Linked DNA regions of Sus scrofa: regions 1, 3 and 4 are each linked to region 2. A link is a contact called in public Hi-C and HiChIP or PLAC-seq data. All regions are on one chromosome and are shown on one strand. Each heading gives the region's core, a stretch centred on a gene start, on an enhancer-like site or on the middle of the called end of the contact. The rest is flanking DNA. Distances are from core to core; before and after follow the strand shown.

The links. A called contact is a pair of places that touch in the nucleus more often than the background predicts. HiChIP or PLAC-seq counts read pairs in DNA pulled down with a chosen protein or histone mark.
Region 1: a contact with region 2 is called in an H3K27ac HiChIP or PLAC-seq map of alveolar macrophages. The contact joins two enhancer-like sites. A contact is called at or near these places in 1 of 47 Hi-C or Micro-C datasets (epiblast stem cells) and 1 of 2 datasets of contacts at active chromatin or transcription factors (alveolar macrophages).
Region 3: a contact with region 2 is called in a Hi-C map of alveolar macrophages, with 3 times the contacts expected there. The contact joins two enhancer-like sites. A contact is called at or near these places in 1 of 5 promoter capture datasets (liver), 24 of 47 Hi-C or Micro-C datasets (adipocytes, alveolar macrophages, brain and 15 more) and 2 of 2 datasets of contacts at active chromatin or transcription factors (alveolar macrophages and skeletal muscle).
Region 4: a contact with region 2 is called in an H3K27ac HiChIP or PLAC-seq map of alveolar macrophages. The contact joins the promoter of PTGS2 here to the enhancer-like site in region 2. A contact is called at or near these places in 10 of 47 Hi-C or Micro-C datasets (adipocytes, alveolar macrophages, embryonic fibroblasts and 5 more) and 2 of 2 datasets of contacts at active chromatin or transcription factors (alveolar macrophages and skeletal muscle).

The regions. Positions count from the first base shown.
Region 1 is chr9:127,799,346-127,803,106 of Sscrofa11.1, reverse strand. No RefSeq gene overlaps it. Among named protein-coding and RNA genes, the nearest start is that of PLA2G4A, 52 kb to the left of the region's middle. Within about 2 kb of position 2,301, at least 2 of the 83 cell types and tissues checked have an H3K27ac peak or open chromatin away from gene starts, as enhancers often do. A contact at or near this core is called in alveolar macrophages, where this site is marked.
Region 2 is chr9:128,148,083-128,152,168 of Sscrofa11.1, reverse strand. The region is part of intron 20 of PLA2G4A (cytosolic phospholipase A2); the gene reads right to left. Among named protein-coding and RNA genes, the nearest start is that of PTGS2, 290 kb to the right of the region's middle. Within about 2 kb of position 2,733, at least 21 of the 83 cell types and tissues checked have an H3K27ac peak or open chromatin away from gene starts, as enhancers often do. A contact at or near this core is called in alveolar macrophages, embryonic fibroblasts, omental adipose tissue and 2 more, where this site is marked.
Region 3 is chr9:127,655,438-127,659,546 of Sscrofa11.1, reverse strand. The region is part of intron 17 of C9H1orf27 (protein odr-4 homolog); the gene reads right to left. Among named protein-coding and RNA genes, the nearest start is that of PDC, 38 kb to the right of the region's middle. Within about 2 kb of position 2,391, at least 4 of the 83 cell types and tissues checked have an H3K27ac peak or open chromatin away from gene starts, as enhancers often do. A contact at or near this core is called in alveolar macrophages, where this site is marked.
Region 4 is chr9:127,856,807-127,860,795 of Sscrofa11.1, reverse strand. It overlaps PTGS2 (prostaglandin-endoperoxide synthase 2), which reads left to right and starts at 1,930. Exons shown (of 10, transcript NM_214321.1): 1 at 1,930-2,101; 2 at 3,500-3,616; 3 at 3,736-3,879. The coding sequence starts at 2,050. It overlaps PLA2G4A (cytosolic phospholipase A2), which reads right to left. Exons shown (of 23, transcript XM_021063827.1): 2 at 2,724-2,859.

The DNA.
Region 1 (3,761 bases), core at 1,052-3,551, 350 kb after region 2:
AAGTAACAGTGGACATCACAGAAATACAAAGGATCATAAGAGATGATTATATGCAACCATATGCCAATAAAATGGAAAACCTAGAAGAAATGGACAAATTCTTAGAAAAGTACAATCTTCCAAGACTAAACCAAGATGAAATAGAAAAGATGAGTGGACCAATCACAAGAACTGAAATTGAAACTGTGATTTAAAAATTTCCAACAAACAAAAGTCCAAGACCAGATGGCTTCGCAGGTGAATTCTATCAAACATTTAGAGAAGAGCTAACACCTCTCCTTCTGAAACTATTTCAAAAAATCGCAGAGGAAGGGATACTCCCAAACTCATTCTATGAGGCCACCATCACCCTGATACCCAAACCAGACAAAGATACCACAAAAAAAGAAAACTACAGGCCAATTTAACTGATGAACATCGATGCAAAAATTCTCAACAAAATACTAGCAGACCACATCCAATAATACATTCAAAAGATTGTACATCATGATCAAGTGGGATTTATCCCAGGTATGCAAGGATTCTTCAATATCCGCAAATCCATCAGTGTGATACACCGCATTTACAAACTGAGGAATAAAAACCATATGATCTCAACAGACGCAGAAAAAGCCTTTGACCAAAAAAAAAAAAAAAATAGTCCCTGATACATATCCATTCAACCTTTATCCAGACTCCAGATTCTGCATAACATTCTTCAGATGCAGAATGGGTAAGAACCTTCTCCATACATTACATGGTAATTTTAAAACCCAAATATCTAAATTTTACAGGTGTAAAGTTTATATGTCCATGATAACTAAATAATGGTCATGTTGAAATGTCACTTCTCAAGAGAAGAGGATGAGAGTAAAAATCCATTTAAAAAATGGAATAAAGTTCTTTCATTATGCCACATGGTAATGAGTTTTATAAATGACCTCTTTATAACAAAATATCCCGCATGATTTTATTGTCCATATTTTTATTCCTGCTTATGATCATGTTTTTGCCAAGTGGAACTATTTTAATTATCACTGGCTTTATCAGACAGAGGGTTCAGAGAGTCAGGACCACTACAGATCTATCTATTGTCTGTCTGTCTGTCTATATATCTATCCATCTACCTAGTTATCTACCTACCTATTTACTGGTTGTTCTACAGAGATTAGAACTTACATAACTGTGGGAGGTAGTTAAGACACAGTCCCAGAGTTCCTGTCGTGGCTCAGTGGTTAATGAATCCAACTAGAAACCATGAGGTTGCAGGTTCAATCCCTGGCCTCACTCAGTGGGTTAAGGATCTGCCATTGCCATGAGCTGTGGTGTGGGTCACAGACACGGCTCAGATCCCGTGTTGCTATAGCTCTGATGTAGGCAGGCAGCTACAGCTCCAATTAGACCCCTAGCCTGGGAACCTCCATATGCCATGGGTGCAGCCCTAGAAAAGAAAAAAAAGGGGCGGGGGGAGTCCCAACACGTTTGTTGTCTTTCTGTCTGATGCTGGAGCTTAAAATCCATGAGGCAAGCAGTCAGAAAGAGAAGATGGATGTAAAGTCAGGGACAACAGGAATAAGCTAGAACACTTAAGCACAAGCAGGAACCAGCAAGGGTGGATTTGAAGCTGGTTTCAGTTCTTGTTGCCTCTGCTCTTCAAAGTGTGGGTATCCTGGAGTAGTTGGGGCTTCATCATGGAGCTAAACAAACATACCTCTCCCAGGAATCAGAGAAGCTGTCAGAGGATCCAAAGGAAGGTGAAGAAATTGAAAGCTCAACCAATGATTTACTCAAATTGGGTGATCCAGCACATAAGTGACAGTGTGTGTGAACTACAAAATAATTGCTGCTTCACTTCTGTCCTCCAGATCTTGCACAAGAATATCTCTGGTGGCTTACCCTAACCAGAAATATACAAGAAAGGTCATTCTGAGAAACAGATTTCAGGCTAACCAACTTGACACATTGCCACCATGCTAGCTTATAAAAATTACATTGTAAATGATGCATGTATGCCAAATGACATCAGAGCCTGGTGTATAAATAATGATATTTACAATTTATTGAATAAGACCTGTGTTCTATTCTTCGAGCATTAAGTCACTGATCTATCACAACCCAATGATATAGGGACAGTTTTTGTTCTCATTTTCCAGACGTGGAAACTGAGTTAAAAATAGTTAAGTAACTTGGATAAAGTCATAGAGCCAATAGGTCTAGCAGAAGCAGGACTTAAACCACACAGGCAGTTGAACTGTAGAGCCTCTGCCCTTACCCACTACCACTCTGCCTCCTCTCATGAGACAATGTAAGGAAAGCTCTGGCAGAACTGAGTCAACAGAGGGCACAATGGAGTCTAAGTCTGACATCTGCTAAAGGACCTGGGCCATAGCACAAATTTCCTGTTGCGAGCAGCACAATTCCACTCACCTGATTAAACTGATGATTTATATTTTGCTTGAATTTTCTTTTTATAGATTCCTGTCTGCATGTAAAATCTTATTGCTGAAAATAATTAAAAGCAATAAAGGTCTTAAATAGTGAACAGCTTAATTCATAGGGGACAAACTAAACTGTTTCTGACACAGAAAGGGGATGTGTAAGGAGCCAATACCTCTGAGTATATCATTAATAAATTAAAGGATAGACAAGCCAGTAACTATAAATGAATGAAGCATTAGTTAAAGCCACAGAAAAATGTTTTTTAAAATGTTCCATCCCTACTAAATGAGAGATGCTTTTGCCACATGATATGAAGTTTTTGAATTACATGTGGCTGCAGTTTTCCTAGTCCATTCACAAAAAGCCAAATTTTCACAACAAATTGCTTCCTCTTTGTCCCTGGGGGTAGGTTTTTTTAAATGTCCCACATGTGTTCTTGGAGAAGAAGGTAGTGGGAATCAAGGTACGTCAGGATGATTATGGCTGTCTGGTGGGGATCCTTCTGAGACTGCTATTGCACAATTCTATGTGCAATGCAGCATTTGAAAATTAAAACGCTTTTGGAGTCTTCTGTGACAATGGCTTTGGGTTGCACAAGCACCGAACTGCTTTCAATCCCTCAACCACTTCCGCCTTGCATGGATGGCGTTTCCTTTAAGGCAGTATGTGCTGGGAGAGGCATGTCATTTATATGTGTCTTACCTGCCAGATACTGCAGAACCACACCTGGCACTGAGCCCACTCCTCACAGATGCACATCGGCTCTATCCTGAAAAGCTAATCTGTGTGAAATCCTGAAACTGCAACTCTCTACAGATACTTCACATTAAGTGTATGTCCCCCACCCCTAAACTTTCCTTAAAAGCCTTGTCTGCAGATCACATGTCAGCGCCAGCCCTGTAGGGTCTCTCAGTCTGCCTTGGACTCTGCCAGCCATACAACCTCGGGTGCCACCAAGTCTGGAATCTTCTTTTATCCCCTACTGGGTCCTCTGAATCCCTATCGATTCCTCACAAAACTCTCCCAAACTTTTAAATTCCCTTAAGTCAAATCAGCTTCCTTTCCTTCTCACCAGACCCTGACAAGCCCTCTCCACTCTCCTCTCATACTTTCCCAGCCTTTCTTTTAATCTCAAGAAGTTAGTGAGCAGCTCAAATTCAATCCTTTCCTGACTCCATCAAGCAGTGAATTATTTTTCCCTCAATGCTCCCACGATACGATTTAGACTTCTTTTTTTAATGTTCTTATTTTATTTCTTCTTTCTTTCTTTCTTTATTTATTTATTTTTTTGTCTTTTGTTGTCTTTTGTTGTTGTTGTTGTTGTTGTTGTTGCTATTTCTTGG
Region 2 (4,086 bases), core at 1,484-3,983:
ACTGGGTGACTGTTTCCACATTTTTACGCCTTTCCGGGTAAAAGGATTATACATCCCACGGGGATGAGAGAAGCAGTGGCACACAGCCAGAGAGGCTGATTTGCATCTGCAGACACGTAACATGACCAAGAAATACACGTTTGCTGTCTGCTGTTGACTACGGAGATTTTTTAGGTTTGTTTCCGCATCAAGGCTGACGAACACAGTGGCTAAGCACAAAAAAATCATTAAATTGAAACTCGAGAACATAAATCAATACAGCGAGGTGCACCGAACACAGCTGATTTCTATCGAAATGCAGCTTAAGGGCAAGGGGGACGAATAAGAAGCAGACCGTGGTGATGAGAAAAGCACAGGGGCCAGATTGCCCGAATTAAAGTACAAGCTCTGGGGCGGCAGACGATTGCCTTAATGTTGCCACACTTGCTATCCTCACATATAAAGTGAGGAGGATAATGTGATACCCATTTAATAAGATTGCCATTAGAATTAAGTTAATATGAGAGCAGTATTTAGGACCATGCCTGTAAATAAAACCATACAGATGTTTGATAAATAAATGCCAATAAAGAGAGGGAAAGAGATGGAAGGGAAAAAAAAAAGTGAAGAAAGAAAAGAGGGAAAAAAGGAAGAGAGGCAGGAATGGTATTAGGGAAAGCCCTAGAGAGGGGAAGTTTTAGGGAAATGATCAGTACAATCTTAAGCTTTTTAAGCTACTTCTGTTACTGATGCATTTGATGACAATTACTAGGTCCTGATCTAAGCTTCATGCCAGGAGGTGGGAACGTAACAGTGAAATAACCTCTTGCTATTCTGTGATTTTATATAGCCTGGTGGGTGAAAGAAAGGAAGCAAATAAGCCTTCAGGTTTAAAACTGTGGCAAATGTCATGAAAAAAGTGTTTATTTGCTGTGAGATTTTGCAGTAGACCTGGATTATTGCCTCAGAGTGCTTAATTCATTCCGTGTTATGACTGAGCATCCGCTATGTTCAAGGGATAAGACAGAGGCTGTCCTTGGACGCTTGGAGATTATAAATCAATGGGAAAGACAAATAACAGATATTATAGCGCAGCATGAAAGAGGCAGGGAGCATGATGCATGGCATTGTGCCTAGGCTGTGCCATCTGAAATGTCAGCCCATCTTTGCTGAGTGATCTGAGACAAACTGCTTAACACCAGAGCTTAGCAGCAAAGGAATTCTTTTGTGGGCTGGAGTATGCAGTGATACGCTTCTGATCACACCACACCATGGGATCATAAATAGCAACAAACAAACATGGACCATGTTGGGTACTATCCCTGAAGTAGCAGACTTTTGACCTCATTTTATCTACAGGTCAGCCGTTTCTTACTTCTCATCAACTCATTTGTAAATGAATGAGTTGTAAAATAAAGTTACTACTATTATCTTCATGAGCATTGCTGTGAGGATTAAATGAGATAATATATATATATACATATATATTACATATATATAATTTATATATATATATTTTCTTTTTATGACTTCACCCATGGCATATGGACATTCCCAGAACAAGGATCAAATCAGAGCTGCAGCTGCAGGCCCACACCACGGGCATGGCAACGTAGGATCCTTAACCCACTGAGCAAGGCCAAGGATAGAATCCACAACCTCACAGACACTATGTGGGGCTCTTAACTTGCTGAGCCACAAGGAGAACTCCAATTTTTAAAAAATTCAGTCATCTGTATCTCAGAAAATAAGTGTTTAAAACAACACCTTAAATTTAGAGAAAAAAAACTTTTTTTTTTTTTTTTTTTGTCTTTTCTAGGGCCACTCCCACGGCATATGGAGGTTCCCAGGCTAGGGGTCCAATTGGAGCTGTAGCCGCCGGCCTACGCCAGAGCCACAGCAACGTGGGATCCGAGCCTCGTCTGCAACCTACACCATAGCTCGCAGCAACACCGGATCCTTAACCCACTGAGCAAGGCCGGGGATCGAACCTGCAACCTCATGGTTCCTAGTCGGATTCGTTAACCACTGAGCCACGATGGGAATTCCCTTTCACTATTCTTGGTGCTTCTGAAATTTCCTGAATTTTAAGTTGATCGCCTCTCTCCATGCCATTTACTGAGAAATGAAAATCTGGGAAGACAAAGGCCTTCATTTATATTAAGGCCTCTGTTTCATAAACTGTTAAGCTAAATGTGATTATATTTCTCTGACAATCTCATGTATATTTACTTTGCTTATTTGAAACTTGAGAAACCTTTTTCTCTTAAGTGATTTTTCCTATTATTCAGCTTATTTCTTGTCTAGCACTGCTCGCAATTATTCATTAAGGATTATTCAACATCAAAATAAAACTAAAAGTTCACGCTGGAATTGCGTGAGAAGGAGGAAAAGAGCGAGCTTTCGAGTATTTACAAACATGACTCAAGGGTATGACCAATGATGTGTGCTGTGTGGAGAAAGAGGAAAGGGAATTGCGTGAGGTGAAAGAGCAACTTATTTTTAGACAGATGTTTTCTACTGGAATCAGGAAGTGATGGAAACTTTCCCTTTCCTTATATGATCCTAATGTGGAAGAGATTAAAAACCAATGACTGTAAAGGCAGTGATTACCGGACGGAAAAACCACCTCCTCTCTGATAGCCCATTTCTCTGTTTGTAAAGGCTGAGAAACAATGACACAACTATGAGTAGAGCAGACGAGTTTGAAAAGAGTATTCCAGAAGAATGCAGTGAGTAAAAAAACCTGCTGCTCCACAAACTGCAGCAGTACAGCAGAAGCATGTTCTCACTGTCCAGTCTGGTTACTCTCTGACACTCATATGCTTCAGATTTCCACAGACGAATTCATGCTCAATTTACATAGGACTAACTAAAACTTATTTTCTCTGGAGATAAAAATTTGATAGTATCCTTCAGAGTGATACTTTGTAACATGGTTGTGCTCTTTTTTTTTTTTTTTTTCTTTCTTTGGTCTTAGGGCCGCACCTGGCATATATGGAGGTTCCCAGGCTAGGGGTCCAATCAGAACTGTAGCCGCTGGCCTACGCCAGAGCCCCAGCAACTCGGGATCCGAGCCATGTCTGCAACCTACACCACACCTCACAGCAATGCCAGATCCTTAACCCACTGAGCGAGGCCAGGGATCGAACCCGCATCCTCAGGGATGCTAGTGGGGTTTGTTAACCGCTGAGCCACAAGGGGACCTCCTTGTACTCATTTTTGAGAACTAAAACATCTTGGAGGAATAGGAAAAACACTCTAAATAACAGAAATATATTCAAACTGTAGTGTGAATGGCATATACATGCCATTTTATTTATTTAAATATATATTTGAATTTAAATTTAAATATATTTATATACATGTAATATAATAAATTAGCTTTTCTCTAGAGGAAATGAGTTTGTTTTCTGTATAAACTCAGGATATGTGTTTAAGATGTTTCTCATTAGTTAAAACCTGTTTTTAGCTTAGAGAGCGGTATGGAGTATAATCATGTAAATAAATTTACATAATTTTCAAAAATTATTGAAGCAAATGAGATACAATGGATAGAAACTATAACTTAGAATTCATTATTTCATGGTTATGGCCCTTCTGATTTCCAGTAAAAAGCATGCTGGTATTTGGATCCAAGCGTTTATAATGCAACAGGCATGAAAATAATTTCCTATATCAAACAGTGTAGAATTTATAGAGCACTTTGTACTTCTCATTAGTTCTTCTTCCCTAAGAGGTTACTCTAGGTTTACATAAATATGTCAGGAAAAATTAACGTTGTGTGTATCTGCTCATCCTCAATGACCAGTACAGGTATGGTGGGTTGAATGGTGGCCCTCCAAAAGGTAGGTCCATGGCCTGACCCTCGGACCAGTGAATGCAAACTTATCTGGAAAAGGAGTTTCTGCAATGTAACTAAGGGTCTAAAGATAAGATCACCGTGGATTATCTGGACAGGCTATAAATCCAATGACAAATGTTCTTATAAGAACACACACACACACACCCACAGAAGGCCATAGAAAGCCAGAGGCTGAGGTTGGGGTTATGTAGCCACAGGCCAAAAAAAAAGCCTGGAGCTACTGGAAGCTGGTTTGGCTATGA
Region 3 (4,109 bases), core at 1,142-3,641, 490 kb after region 2:
CCAACTAAACATTTCTTGAAACCTAACCACTATTTTCTCATTAGTTCTCCTTCAAGGAAACACACATTTCTGCTTCTGCGCTTGGTTCATAATTTCTCCCACGGTGTTAATTTGCTAGAACTACCACAACAAAGTACCACAAAATGGATGACAAATAACAGAAATGTATTTTCTCACAATTCTTGGGGCTACAATTCCTTCTTTTTATAAGGATAGCAGTCATATTGAACTAGGACCCACCCTAATGTTCTCATTTTAACTGTATCTCTTTTAAATCCCTATATCCAAATATAGTTACATTTTGAGGTGCTGAGGGTTAGGATTTTGACATACAAATTTGAGGGGAATCAACTCAATCCATAACAGCCACCTAAGTTTTTTCCTTCCTCCTTCTCCTTTCTAAATCCCAACCAATATTTACGTCTACATTCAAATCCCACTTCCAATGCCTTACCACCTAATCATTCTAGCTTCTCCTTCTAAGCTCCAACTTCATTCATCATGGCACTTGAATAGCTTTACCTTCCTGGGTGCAAGTATTCTGTCTCCAGAAAGTTTAAAGCTCTTTTTAAGCTCTTTAAGTTTTTGGTAAGTGCTTACTGAGTTTAGACTCAAAACTCAACAAGATTGAGTTTCCTCAATCCGAACTGTCTTTTTCTCAAAAAAAAAAAACTTTTTCAGGGTCTTATTTACATGATATTCCTTTTGTTGGTAACAGATAAGGTTCTAAATAGAAAAGAGTCATTACTATTTTACCAACTAAAAAGTAATGGTTCCAGTCTTGGAGAAGAAGAAAAATTTCCCTTTCGTATAAGCATATGTGATATCTCTTCCCTAATTTACACTAAACCTTAAACTTCTTAATTTTAATATTTTCCTCTCCTCTTAAATACATAAGAGGAGAGGAAATGATCCTTTCCAGGATCACTGTGAAAAAATGACATAAAATATAATGTAAGCATCTCACTTAAATTCTTTCTCTTGCATTGGGCCCCAATTCTTAGTTAAGATCTTTTAACTTGAAAAGTTCAGCATTTACCTCATGAATATAATCCAAAGTAACATTTACAGTGTACTTATATGTACTCTATATGTGCATTAAAATTGGTCATTTAATCCTTAACTATGAATGCTGTTTAACACTACGAATGCACACTATATCTCCTATTTTGTATTTGAGGAAATTAAGGCATAGAAATGTTAACTAACTTGCCCAAAATATCACAGTAGATTAAGACAAAGGAGGCTGACACTAGTGCCAAATGGCTTAAATACTATGTACGTTTCCACCCACAAACAGGAAAGATAACATTCATTCTCCTTGCCCCCCACCTTCTCTTAAACCCTAAATTTTAAATTCATAAGTACAAATAATTTTCTAACGCAAATCACATGTTCTTGGGATAAGGCTTTTCAATTATAGAAAAATAACTGTTCTCTCTAATACTTCCATCTTGTGTTTTGATCAGTTGAACAGTAAGAAAAAAACTGACTTAATTTTCATGTTCTTGGGCAACATGGTTTGCTTTGTAATCAGTTCCTTTATTTAAAGTCAAACCAGACAGCTGGCCTGTACATACGTGATTCTGCTGCCCTCCCGTGACAGACACTGTGAATTTCAAGTAGAGTGGACTCCTGAGACTACGAGGCCCAACTCAGAGGAGCTGAGAGCAGCTATCCCACAAGTGTTCACTGACCACTTTCAAACCCACTTTACCTGTAACCTCAGAAAGCCAATGAAGTTTTCACACGTAGTTAACTTACTTCACAGAAGAAACAAAGTGGTAGACTATTCAATTAGTGCAGATATTTACAATACTACGTATTTTACAGATCTTCTATGCACTTACAATTCAGTAGTAGGATACATTAAAAATGCTCTCCCTTCGAATGCAATATGCTAATAGAGAAAGTTGGTATATTAAACTGAAAAGCATATTCTTAAAAATTAGAAAACTTCTGAAATTTCTCCAGGAGCGTATTAATTTACCTATTTGATTATATATCTTGAAAAGGCCTGCCATTTGAAAATCTTTTTAATATTAATCTTGGAAACATGGAATTTATAACGTTAAACTTAAATCCTCTAATCATAATTTCCAGTAAGGAAACAGCTCATGTTGATTAAATAAAATAGCAGTGACTATGCCCCACAATAAAACCCGAAGTAGATCAAAAAAGGTCCTCTTTCTCCCCTTGATAAACAGTCTGCTGGCATGCAAATGCAGTGGCTAAAATTCCCCCTTAGTCGTAATTTCACAGAATAGTCTTACTGAGTCTGGAGTTAAAAACCAGAACTAGCACTACAATTCCACCTCAGATGATGTAGGCAGCTGCCTAGAAAACATGAATCTGAGGCTACCAGAAGGCGTCCAGATTCTCTCTGGCCTGCCCCCAAGTCCAGGATTCCTGCCACTAGTACATTTTTTCCTACTTACAACATGATATCTCTGGGAGTTCCTCTGGTAGTTGGATTTTGAAATATCAAAAGATAAGATTCTCTGGAGAGATAAGACACTATAAATCACAAATTCTTTATATGAGATTAATCTATCTGAACACTTACTGTCAAAAGAGAAGCAGTAAATAAGACCTCAAGGGAAGAGGTGAAGCTTCAAAGAGTGCGGAATGGACAGGAGGCTGGAGGAATGGTCCATTGCACCAATACTGCCACGGAGTGTGTGCTATAGAAGTGGGAACGAGGGAAGGCTAGCGAGGCAAAGAAGAAAAACATTGAAAGGGAAAGAGAGCAGAGGCTGAACACAGAACTTGGAAAACTTGGGAAATTTATGTGGGACTAGCCTTGTTGACCAAAATTAAACCATGGAAATTATCCAATAAAGAGGGAAATTTTAATCTGAGATTACAAATTAAATTAAGCAAATAAAGAGTAGACTGACCAAATTTGTTGTAAAGAATCTAAAATTAGCAACTTCACTATAAATAAATCTCACTTTTTTGAGATAAAACATTCTGCATATAGAGATACCAAACAATACTGAAATGCTAAAGCCTCTGCTAAATATTCAGCAGATTGTTTCACCTCTTCTCAGCCAGGATTAGAAGAGGTCCTTATTGTGTTACAAAAGCTTCTATTCACTTTTTACCTTGAAATGTTTAGGGGGAAAAAAAAAGGATAAATGTAAAGATAAAGGAAAGGGAAAAAGAAACGTAACCAAAATAATGTACTGCTAAATAAGGAAAAGAAGTTGATGATTCTTTTAAAATCTAATTTGAGGAGTTCCCGTCGTGGCGCAGTGGTTAACGAATCCGACTAGGAACCATGAGGTTGTGGGTTCGATCCCTGCCCTTGCTCAGTGGGTTAAGGATCCAGCATTGTTGTAAGCTGTGGTGTAGGTCGCAGATGCGGCTCAGATCCTGCGTTGCTGTGGCTCTGGCATAGGCCGGTGACTACAGCTCCGATTAGACCCCTAGCCTGGGAACCTCCATGTGCCACAAGAGTGGCCCTAGAAAAGGCAAAAAGACAAAAAAAAAAAAGTTGAATCCTCCCAAACTGTAAAAAATGAACACTAGAAAGTTAGCCAAGTTAAGTGATGATATAATTAATTTTTTTCTGTAAATCTGAGAAGTAATAGTTAGTCCTTTTCTGGTAACATCCTTTTCCAGGTTACACAGTTATTTGCACCACAACAGTTCTTTCCAAGAAAATATTGATACAGTGTCCGTATGCATCTCCCAGTGATTACGACAGCTCTTTAAAGACATTGTGAAACCCCTTCTCCTTAAATTCTTCTCTTTCGAGACTAGGGAAGACCCCAAGGAACAGTAAGAACACAAACCTAAACATGAGGAAAGTAACTTCAAGTAGCCCTTCCATGAATGGCTCTGGCATCTGAACCAGGACAAAGACAGCAGCCACAGCTGGTAGCACTGCTCCTTCCAATAGAGGGCTGTGTAGCGTCCTAATGTAGTTCTCCTTTAGTCGCTGCCCTTCTCTCCATTTAAAAGACAATGTACTTTAGGTAAAGGATCAAATTTTTTAAATGTCTAGTCCTTAAAGATGATATTCAAAGTATCTTCTTTATAATAGGAAGAGCAGAACAAATTCTGGATGTAAACAGGTGTTTGGCTGTCTTATTATTTCCTAC
Region 4 (3,989 bases), core at 681-3,180, 290 kb after region 2:
CTAGGGGTCAAATCAGAGCTACAGTTGCCTGCCTACACCACAGCCACAGCAACGCCAGATGGGAGCCGAGTCTGTGACCTACACCACAGCTCACGGCAGCCCCAGATCCTTAACCCACTGAGCAAGGCCAGGGATCAAACCCACAACCTCATGGTTCCTAGTTGGATTTGTTTCCTCTATACCACAACAGGAACTCCTATTATGTCTTTTTAGCTCATATGAGTGACTTATCACTTCAATTAAAACATATTCCTTTTCAGTATATTCATTAAAGTTAAATAAAAAATGAACACTGCACATGTGGATTTTAAGAACACTATAACATCACACAAATTACTTAGTGATCTTCACAGCATCAGAGAGAAAAGTAAGTTGAAAAAAATTGAAGCAGCAGAAGGGGGCAGTAAAACTCAGTGGAATGCTTTGCAAGATTTTTTAAATGCTTCCTTATTTTCACTTCACACAGAGAATTTCCCAACAAATTTCAGACACTAATTAAAGAAATTCTGTACAACAGATACAAATACTTGTCTAAAGCATACACAGAAGAGTTCCCATTGTGGCTCAGCAGTAATGAACCCAACTAGTACCCATGAGGATGCGGGCTTGATCCTTGGCCTCGCTCCTCACTCGGTGGGTTAAGGATCACTGCTGTGAGCTGTGGTGTAGGTCACAGACATGGCTGGGATCTGGAGCTGCTGTGGCTGTGGTTGTAGGCTGGCAGCTGCAGTTTCAATTCAACCCCTAGCCTGGGAACTTCCATATGCTCCAGGTGTGGCCCTAAAAATAAATAAATGAATAAATAAAAATAAATAAAGTGTACACAGAAACACTAAATATATACACAAATGAGAGTTATAATTTTACATAACCACGGCCTTATTTTTTTATGGTGTAACATATCATGGCATACTAATCATAACTCATCATCTTGGAAAAAATGGGCAGAAAAGACAAAAAGGCAAACAAAAAAATCTGCTTTCTTCTATTTGTGTCTCCTATGAAGGGCTAAAGACCAAAATATGGCAGCCGCAGGGCAGACAAGTAAATGCATTAAAACGTTTGCATCCCTGCGAATCCTGGTCACCTCCTTTTCCCTTATTCATCAGGGAGAGGAAATTATATAGTGGTGGTCCTTTGATTTCAGATTGATTACATACACAGTAAGTGATCACGATCAGTATTGAGGAGAGGAATTTACCTTTTCTTCCCCTCTCCAAGAAGCAACGTGGGGGCAGCTATTACATTTCATTTCATTCGGTCAAGTGAAAATTTAAAGATAAGTGTTTTGCATATACACCGGGTTATGAATGGTCACTAAAATCATGACACATCTGAAACACACGGCAGGAGTAAAACATGTCAGTCTTTCTTGGCCTGACGCTCCCAGGTCTGTCCAGACTGTGACTTCCTCGCCCCCAAAGCCTAGGGACCAGACAGGGGGCGGCGGCCCGCGAGGGGATTCCCTGCGCTCCGGAACCTCTAGGCAGCTCGGATTCCCGGAGAGGAAGCCCATGGGCCGCCGCCCTTCCCCCCAAGCTGACCTGCCTCGGCGCCGACTCCCCAAGCCTGGGTCCAAGACCCCGAGGAAAGAAAGGAATCTGGCTCAAAGCCAGCCGCCGGGGGCAGCGGAACCGGGGGTGGGGCGCAGGGAGATCGGAGCGGAGAAGGGGGCGATCCGCTTTGCACCCACCTTGAAGCCGAGCGCATCTTCTCGGGTTTCCTATTTTCTCATTTGCGTGGATAAAAAAATATCTTACCCCCTCCTCCCACTCCCGGTCTTACGCAATTATTTAAGCAGAGAGGGGGTGAGAAGTTTTGGAGGGGGGAAGGAAAGGCGGAAAGAAACAGTCATGCCGTCACGTGGGCTTAGTTTTCACGCATAAAAGGAAGGTCCTCTCCGTTAGCTTCAGTTGTCAACTTGCCGCAAGCGTCACAGGACGCCCAGGAACTCCTCACACCGCCTCCTCCAGCTCTACATTCAGAAGCCGACTCACCGCAACGCCTCTACCAGTCTGCCTGCCAGCTCGCGCCCCGCCCGCCGCCGAGATGCTCGCCCGCGCCCTGCTGCTCTGCGCTGCCGTGTCGCTCTGCACTGCAGGTGAGTGAGCACCTGGTGCCCCGCACAGGGCACGCCGCGGTTCCCTACACCCGGGCTGAGTTACCGCTCTGACTTCTCTCGGGTGCCCCCGGTACTCTGAATACTCTCGGAATACAGAGACCGGATGGCTTTTGTGTACAGTTTGGACCACTCAAGTCCAAAAGAACTGGACGGGAAGCCAAACTTTACCGTCAGCTCTGATCATCGTTGGCCAGTTACTTAATCTGAGTCTCACTTTTCTCATCTGCTAGAAAGGAATGGTACTACTAATTTGCAGGTTGCCATTATAAGACAGTACCTGATCATTATATGCGAAATGTTTTTGTGTAGTACCTACTGTCAGAGAATGGAAATAATTGTTTTAAATACCCTATCTGGTGCTTTCCTACCTCAGGAAAGCACAGATTTTTTTTTTTTTTTAAGATAAGCAAAATATTTTAAAAGCAAGCCGTTCTTACTTTGAAAATTTCCCTACATTTTGTTAGATTTTTAAAGTGTAAATTAAATTGTCATGCCACTTTAACGCTGTAAATCATGCAGTGGTTTCCTTTGACACATGGAATAAAACTCAAATTCCAATAAGAACCGCAACATCTGCCTTTGTTTTCTTTTCTGAACTCACCTTCCATCTCTCTCCTGCTCACTCCGCTTCTACCACATTTTTTAAATCTCACAGACATGCCTCAGGGCCATTGCACTTGTTTTCCCTCTCAGCTTGGAATGCTCTTTCTCCAGGTCTTTCTACAACTTCCTGAGTTCTGAAAAAAAAAAAAAATCCCTAAAATTTGGCTGATGTACTGGATTCATTCACTTTAATTTTGAAAGTCCTACTTCATTGAGCTTCTTAAAAAGAGCAATTCACACATCTAAAAAGTTACTAAGAAAAGCTTAACAGCATGATTTCCCTGGGTGGAATATTTTGTTACCTTTATTTAGACTAGGAAGTTGGTATTTCTTTTTTTTTTTTGCTATTTCTTTGGGCCGCTCCCGTGGCATATGGAGGTTCCCAGGCTAGGGGTCTAATCCGAGCTGTAGCCACCAGCCTACGCCAGAGCCACAGCAACTCGGGATCCGAGCCGCGTCGGCAACCTACACCACAGCTCACCGCAACGCCGGGTCGTTAACCCACTGAGCAAGGGCAGGGACCGAACCCGCAACCTCATGGTTCCTAGTCAGATTCGTTAACCACTGCGCCACCACGGGAACTCTGGTATTTCTTCATTATAACCATTCTCTGAGAGCAGCCAAAAAAACAGAATTTGTTTTCCTATGACTACCTGTGTATTTCTTAAATTTCTTTTATTGTAAAGTTGACTCATAGTAAGAAACAGTTAAATGTGTAAGTCAAGATTAAGACACTGAAGAATGATTTATTTACTGTCCTTATGTTTACTGTAGCAAATCCTTGCTGTTCCAACCCATGCCAGAATCGGGGTATATGTATGAGTGTAGGATTTGACCACTATAAGTGTGACTGCACCCGAACAGGATTCTACGGTGAAAACTGTACTACACGTAAGTTTGTCTTTGAGTGCCCTTGTTTGGAATAGGGATAGATACAGTTATCATTTTATAGAATTCTATCTTATAATGGGTCTGGTTAACTTCTCTCTCTTTTCTTTCTCTCATTATAGCTGAATTTCTGACAAGGATAAAATTATTCCTGAAGCCCACTCCAAACACAGTGCACTACATACTTACCCACTTCAAGGGAGTCTGGAACATTGTCAATAATATTCCCTTCCTGCGGAATGCAATTATGAAATACGTATTGATATGTAAGTACAGATCTCTTTCTAGGGTTTTTAGCTGCCTCAAAGAAAAATGTCCTTTCTTAAACTTTAGCTTTTTAAACTTAATCCAAAAAATATTTAAGTATACTTTTTAG